Regions from separate parts of the Sus scrofa genome. Here region 2 is linked to region 1. Evidence: chromatin contacts called from public HiChIP or PLAC-seq data. All regions are on one chromosome and are shown on one strand. The core of a region is the stretch at or near the end of the contact, and the rest is flanking DNA. Distances in the headings are between cores, read along the strand shown. Region 1 holds the start of THRAP3 (thyroid hormone receptor-associated protein 3). Region 2 holds the start of STK40 (serine/threonine-protein kinase 40).

Evidence for each region. HiChIP or PLAC-seq counts read pairs in DNA pulled down with a chosen protein or histone mark.
Region 2: an H3K27ac HiChIP or PLAC-seq map of alveolar macrophages shows a contact between it and region 1. The contact joins the promoter of STK40 here to the promoter of THRAP3 in region 1. A contact is called at or near these places in 1 of 5 promoter capture datasets (liver), 1 of 47 Hi-C or Micro-C datasets (heart right ventricle) and 2 of 2 datasets of contacts at active chromatin or transcription factors (alveolar macrophages and skeletal muscle).

Annotation. Positions count from the first base shown.
Region 1 is chr6:92,348,144-92,351,784 of Sscrofa11.1, forward strand. It overlaps THRAP3 (thyroid hormone receptor-associated protein 3), which reads left to right and starts at 1,878. Exons shown (of 12, transcript XM_021095929.1): 1 at 1,878-2,001.
Region 2 is chr6:92,482,473-92,486,113 of Sscrofa11.1, forward strand. It overlaps STK40 (serine/threonine-protein kinase 40), which reads right to left and starts at 1,891. Exons shown (of 11, transcript XM_021095940.1): 1 at 1,454-1,891.

The sequences.
Region 1 (3,641 bases), core at 628-3,127:
GGCCACACCCTCGGTATATAGAGGTTCCCAGGCTAGTGGTCCAACCATAGGTGTAGCCTCTGGCCTATGCCAGAGCCACAGCAATACAGAATCTGAGCCACGTCTTCGACTTACACTACAGCTCACAGCAACACTGGCTCCTTAACCCACTGAGCGACGACAGGGAGCGAACCCTCATCCTAATGGATGCTGGTCAGGTTCGTTAACCAATGAGCCACGATGGGAACTCCATGAGTATACATTTTTTTATCTACCTATTTTACCACTTTATTCCTAGTATTTTGCACTGGGCATAGCCTATAGTAGGTACTCAGAAAAATCTGTGAATTGAAAATTAAATTGGAGTTCCTGTTGTGGCTCTGCAGGTTAAGAATCCTACTAGTATACATGAGAATGTGGGTTTGGTCCCTGGCCTTGCTCAGTGGGTGAAGGATCTGGCATTGTTGTGAGCTGCAGAGTAGGTTGCAGATGAGACTCATCTTGCATTTCTGTGGTGGTGGTGTAGGTCAGCAGCTGCAGCTCTGATTCAATCCCTAGCCTGGGAAATTCCATACGCTGCAGGTTCGGCCCTATAAAGGAAAAAGAAAAAAAAAAGAAAGAAAGAAAATTAAATTGAATCAGAATCTTTTAAGAAGCACTACACAGCATGCAGCTCACAGTAAGTGCTCAAAGAAGGAAAAAAAAGAGTAAGCAGTGAGGCCAGTAAGCATGAAGGCTGATGGTGGCACTAAGATTTGAGTTGAGCCTGGTGAGTTTTTCTTGCAGGAAAGGCAGATTCCTTCAATATCTTTTCACATTTATTCTGTTTACTTTGCCCTGGGGATGCAGAACTCCAGCAAAACAGATCTCTGTTCTCAGCTCACAGTCTGATGGGGAAGACAAACACAGTTCTTGATAACTATAAAATAAGATGGAAAGGTACTATGGGAGGACAGGGACCAGGAGGAGCTAGTAAACTTGGAGAGCTTCACAGAAGGGGTGATTTTTGAGCTCAGTCTTAAAAGATTCAAGTTCAGTACAGCGGGAATTCTAGCGGAAACCAGCCTATGCAAAAACCCCGTGGAAAAGCCCTGGCTCTCAAACTTATATGTGCAAAAGAATCACTAGAGAGGTTTGCTTATTATGCACATTCCAAAGCTGTACTTCCCAGGAAACCTCTGGTTCAATAGGTGATGGCATCCATTTTAACGAGCTTCACAGGAGAACACTTTCCGAAAACCCCTTTACTGAAAACCTCTTTACCTACTCCCTTTGTCACGGAAGTGGGGGGGAGCGGTGGCGGGAGACGAGTTTGGAGAGAGCTTTGCCCAGGTGGGCTTCTGGGTCTCCATAGGAAGTCACACAATCACAAAAACAACTTCGTTTTGAGGCGCGCTTTCAGGAGACTAGACGCTTTCCTTGCGCCTTACTTTCTCGGAGCCTCACAATTCAGCGGAGTAGAAATTACGAGCCTCATTTCCTTGGGGAGGAAATTGAGGCTCAGAGAGGGGAGAAGATTTGCTCAAGGTCACAAAGCGAGAGGTGGCAAGGCAGACACCCAACGCCAAGCGAGCGGATTCACACTTCAGGCTTTTCCACAACGCAGGCAGGCCACGAGTAGGTGGGGCTCAGGCCCTCCCTACAGGATGGTTCCAAAATGGTGGGGGCCCTGGCGTCAGCAACGCCCCCGCCCCTTCCGTCCACCTCCCTCCTTCTTCCCCAGGCCACCCAGGCGGGGGGAGGGGGGATTGGAGCAGCCCACGTGACTGCCAACAACCTGGCTCGTGACGCAAAGCGGCGGGCCCAACACTCGCCTTGCCTTGTGGGAAACGTAGTTCCGTAGACCGTCAAGTTGGCTTGAAGGGCCGGGCCTAAGACTACATTTCCCAGGAGGCCGCGGGGCGACGCCGCCGCTACCGCCGTCAGAGAGCGCGGACGCGGGGCGCGCTGTCGGGCGGGGGCGAGGTTCGGGCCGGTTGTGCCGTTGCGAGGCTGCAGCTGCGATCGCTGCGGTGGGCCCAGGTAAGTGAGGGCCCTTGATCGGGATTGGGGCAGCTCAATCGGTTTTAGTCATTTCGTTTTTTAGCTTTTCTCTGCGGTTGCTGGCTCAGCGTTCTCTGGCAGGCCCTGGCGCGGAGCCGCTCCCCCGCGCCTACCCCCCGGCCTCCTCTGAGCGGGCCCCGCTCTCTCCGGCTCCTCCCCCTCCCCGCCCTTCAGGGCTTCCCCTTGCTCCGGCCTAGATCCCGACGTTCGGGGCCGCCTTTTCTCCGGAGCAGCTTCTACCCTTTTTTGCTTCCTTGAAAGCTGCCAGGGAGAGGCCTTCATTTCCTTCATCTCCCCCTTTAGTCGGATGAACCCCATTATTTGGATTTCTCCTTTTCCCGGAACTCTTGAGTACCCTCCCCCCCACTTAATCTCCATTGGCCTGGTTCTGTCTTCTAGGGCGCATGTGGTTGGCACTCAATAAATGTTAGTACCTCTTCCGTTCCTTTCTGCCTTGTGGCCAGAGGAGGCATAGTCCAAATTTATCAGCCACGGGAACATTTGTGCGCCCACTTTCATTTCAGTCTCTTGGACTGGAGGTGAGGCCGACTTGCCTTCCTTTAGTCATCCATCGGCTTGTGTTCTGCTTCAGTGAGGTAATTTTCTTCGCCTTCCCTAGCACCCAGGGAACTTTTATCAGCTGTTCTCTTGGAGTTAATCTTAGGGCAGAAGCTGGCAAGTAGCGCTGGCGCCCAAAAGTTCGAAGCCATTAGTGGTAGTACAGTGTTTACGGGGAGGTTATTAATTGGATTGAAGGAAACACCTGAGAGTGTATCCGAGCCTGGCAAGAGAGAGCCAATGAAGATTCTGGTGGCAGCATAACAGAAGGATCCCGGAGCCATCTGCCCGAGTTCAAGTTAGGTTTCAAGTCAAGGGGCTTCACTTCCAAGTGTTCTTATCTGCAAAATAGTGATGAGTAACAGTGGCCACTTTATAGGGTTACTGTGACGATTAGATGAGCTAAGCTGAAAACCGCTTAGCTCGTTACCGACAATAGTATTACGTACTATTATCGTTATCACCACTTTTAGGATTTATAGATTGTGGGACCGCAGTGGAAAGGCCTTTATCACATCATCATTTTCTTTCCCTTTCAGATGGCCTTCCCTTCCCTAGTTTGTGGAAATACTGTTTCTTGTAGTCTGTCCTGTTATCTAGATGACCCGATGTGTGTATTATTATATAGTTAGAAACCTATTAAAGAGCCAAAAATGGCTGCTGCCATGAACAACTTGTGTGACAAATTGGGCTTAGTTTATTCTCTGCTGGAAAATTTGTGAACAAGTGTACATATCTAAGCGATACCAAAATTTTTTTTTCCTGCACCCATTTAGACTTTATTGTATTTTGCAAAAGAGGTCAATTGAAGTTTCTGTAAGGAACCGTTTAACTAAAAGCCTTTATGTACAGTACAGTTCCATCTCTTTGTGTTTTAAATCTCTTAGCGCCAGTGAAAAATCTCTGGTTTGGGGGACTGATGGTTTTATGTGTGTATGTGTCTTTTTAGGGCTGCACCCATGGCATACAGAAGTTCCCAGGTTAGGGGTCAAATCAGAACTGTAGCCTTTGGCCTATACTACAGCCACAGCAAGCCATATCCGAGCCGTGTCTGCAACCTA
Region 2 (3,641 bases), core at 641-3,140, 130 kb after region 1:
TTGCCTCTCCAGGCAAGGACACTGTTAGCATGTGGGGAATGAATGAATGAATGAATGAGAACTATCTCCAGACTGCCTGGATCTCAGGAATAAACAACCGGCACAGCAGGGCTACTAAGGAGCACTGGCCCAGCTTGAAGGCACTGTTTACAAACAAGGATTCTTTTGGCCTTACAATTACATATCCTGCTCTTCCTTAGCTAATGCAAAGCCAAGCCAAGAAGGAAAGTGCCCAGCCCAGAGTGACTACCCTCTTCTTCACTGCTCTCAAAACTGAGCAAAGCCAACCGGTTTCCTCCTGTGACTTAACACAGCACAAAGTCTATCCTGCCAGCGAAGGCGGCTGTCATCTCTTCCTTCCGCCAAAAAACGGGCATCAAACCTAGGGAGTGGGGGTGAGAGAGAAATCCCAATGTCCCTACCTACGGGCTGAAAGGTGGGGCCAAGTGGTGTGGGAATGGGCGGGCCTGATAAGGCATGGCAGGTGAAACAGTGACCATAGCAGCAGGCTCTCTCCTTGGAAAAGGCTAACCAAACGTAGCACCGGCAAGCACAGGTAGCTCAGACTCGCACCTGTATGCCGCCCGGAATTCGAAAATTCCCCAATAGCGATGGTGCCCGTGCCAGCGGGTTAGGGTTCCTGGAGGAAGCCCTGGCTGGTCCTCCCTGGGGACTCGTTCCAACTTCCAAGTCACTCTCGGGATCAGGAGGGCAGCATGGAGAGGCAGAGGGCGTCTTTTGGGAAAAATCTGGCTGGTTCAAATCCGGCACCTTCACTGACTGGCGGAGTGACTCCGGACTAGGCTGGCAGTGCCACCTCCCAGGGTTGCGGGGGGACCGAGACTCTCCACAGCCGTCCGGTACTCGGCACCCGGGAAGGGCAGACCCGGTAGAGGACCGGGTATTCGCTGTTGCCGTTTCTGTTGCAGCCGGACAGCCTCAGGCTGTCACCCTGGTCCCCGCGCCACAGCCCCCGAGGCCCGCCCCGCCAACCTGCACCCCCCCCCCGGCGCCCGACTCCCCGCTCCAGAGCCCCTCTCTCACCTTCCCCCGGTGCTCAGCGCTACTCGCCCATAGTCCGTAGCCCGGAGCCGGGGCTGCTCGGCGCTCCGTCCCGGGGGGCCGGGGCCGGGCCGGGGGCGTGGGAGCCGCTCACCGTCGCCTCTCAGCACAGCAGCCCCATCCGCCACCACCGCCGCCGCCTCCCTCCATGGCTGCGGCGCCGCCACCTGACAACGGAAGTGACGCACCGCCCCCTCCTCCCGGGCCGAGCCACAGCCCCGCCCCTCGCTGGTGTCTACCGCCCAAGGCGCAGGGATTGGGCGCCATCTTGACGATGGGCGGAAGCCTTCAGGCAAGAGGCCAGAATCCGACGGAGGATTGGTTAAGGGCGGGGCCCTGGCCGAAACCTGGGGAACGATTGGAGGCCTAGACTCTAAGGGGCGGTACTTACCGCTTATCTATGTCAGCTGTGAGCCAGGCCAGGAGGCACCGCTCCCGCCCCGACTTCACTGAGCCTCTGGTGCCCTACACTTGCCCTCCCGGGCTTGGAGACGTGTCCAGCAGTCTGAAGATCGGCCAGCTGTAGTGTATTTATCAAAAAAGTGATTCTTCCTTGACCCCCATTTCTCGGTTTCTGGAGTCCTGAGCGGAGAGCGCTGCCGTGAGGTTCAATCAATGACTGGAATTCCTGTCGCAGCCCTCACAATTCATTTCCCTCTGGGCCCCTCGGTTTTTTAGAAACCCCGCTTCAATCTGAAGATCTCTGGAGTCTTGACCAAGGAGGTTTACAGTAAAGAGTTCCTATTAGCTATTCCAGCCACCTAACCTCAGCCCCTCCTGCAGCAGTTTCGGTCCCTTTCTCCTCCTCCTCCAGCAACCACGCCCTCCATGAATCAGCTTCTTGCACCAGCAGATGAGCCCTTTAAAGGGATTGCATCAGGCTGGTGACTCACTGCGGCCCTTTGAGAGCCTGGCTTCCCTCTGCTGGTTTGCAGAAGCAGCTAAAAGGGCTCCGTCGCAGCAGCACTAGCGACCAGGGCTCTATTCCTTTGTCTCCGAGGTGTGAGCCAGGGTGTTTGCCGCGTCTGACTGTTGCGTCTGACTGTTTAACTCCGGGGGTGTCATTCTGTATCCCTGTGTGGGCACACGTGTTCAATCCTGTGTGCATTGCTGCGTTTCCCTAGGGTGTGTGGCTGGCACTTATCTGTCATTGCCTACACAGGCAGTACTAGGACGGGAGAGTTGGTGTGAGTCTGGCTACTTCCTCCTGTGTCCATCTCTTTGTCTCTGAGTGCCTGGTGCACGCTGAGCTGACAGGGCTGAATAACAATAATAAAGAGAGCTCCCACTGTGCTGTCACATACTATGTTAAGCACTTTAGAGACATCAGCCATTAAGGGTCTGTGAATAGATGGAGAAGCTTGAGCTCCAAGAGGGAAAGTAACCTGTCCAAAGACACACAGCTAATAACGGCAGGGCTGTGATTTGAACCAAGACTGGCAGATGCCGAAAAGTTTGGATTTGAGTCCTTGCTGTATCCCTTACAAGGTGAGTGACTGTGTGCAAGTTCTCTAACCTTCTCTGTCAAAGTAGAGGTAACATTTGGTGGGATCAAGTGGGTTAAGAATCTGACTGCAGTCGCTCAGGTCGCTGTGGAGGCTTGGGTTTGATCCCCAGCCTGGTGCAGTAGGTTAAACGACCCAGCAGCTGAAGCCTGGATTCATTCCCGGCCTGGGAACTTCTGTATGCTGCAGGTGAGGCCATTTAAAAAAAAAAAAAAAGAATGCTCATAGTTACTGAGCAGTGGAAGGCTGAAAGTCAAGTACAAGGAAGCCTGGCCCAGCCTGGCCCCGCAAGCTCCTCTCTCTGACAAAGGGAAAAGCCTAGGGATTCCGGAAGCCCTGACTCTGACAGGAATGAGTGTTGGGTTTTCCAGAGCTCTAATTATCAGCTAGATGAATCACTTGGAGCTGACACCACCATCCCACCCCCAAGAGGCTCTCAGCAGATTCAAAATAGAGAATTTTAACAAAGAGGAGGAAGAGAAAGAGGAGAGTAGAAGAGGTAATGAATAGAAAGGAAAGGTGCCAGTCAGAGGAAATGAAAAATTGTCACCAGGACACCAACATGAGACCTCTCTCTCTCTCTCTCTCACACACACACACACCACACACACACACACACACACGGTGACATGCTCTCCTGCTGGCTCTCTAACTCTGGGCATACTAGCAGACAGCACTGCCATAACAAAGTGATGCCTGTCACAACAGCATGAGATGGTTGCTTGATGAGGTACAGGCAGATCTGCCTATCACAGAAGGAGAGGAGGAGACCTTCAACCCCAGGGAACGTCCTTAGGCTTCTGAAACAGAGCAAACCCTTCCCACTGGCTGGCTTCTGCCTTCTCTTTGTGGCCTAGCCCCTAAACCCGAGGTAAGGCAAGTTCTGAGTGCCAGGCCCACACCGGGTGGCTGGGTACCACCACTGTGATGAGCAGAGGCACTGCTTATCTTACCCTGTCACCAGTGTCAGGACTGCTGGGAGGCACACCAGTGTAGTGTCATAGTTGAGAGCATAGAGTTTGAGAAATACAAGTTCAAATCCTCACTGCTGTACACTGGCTCTTTGACCTTGAG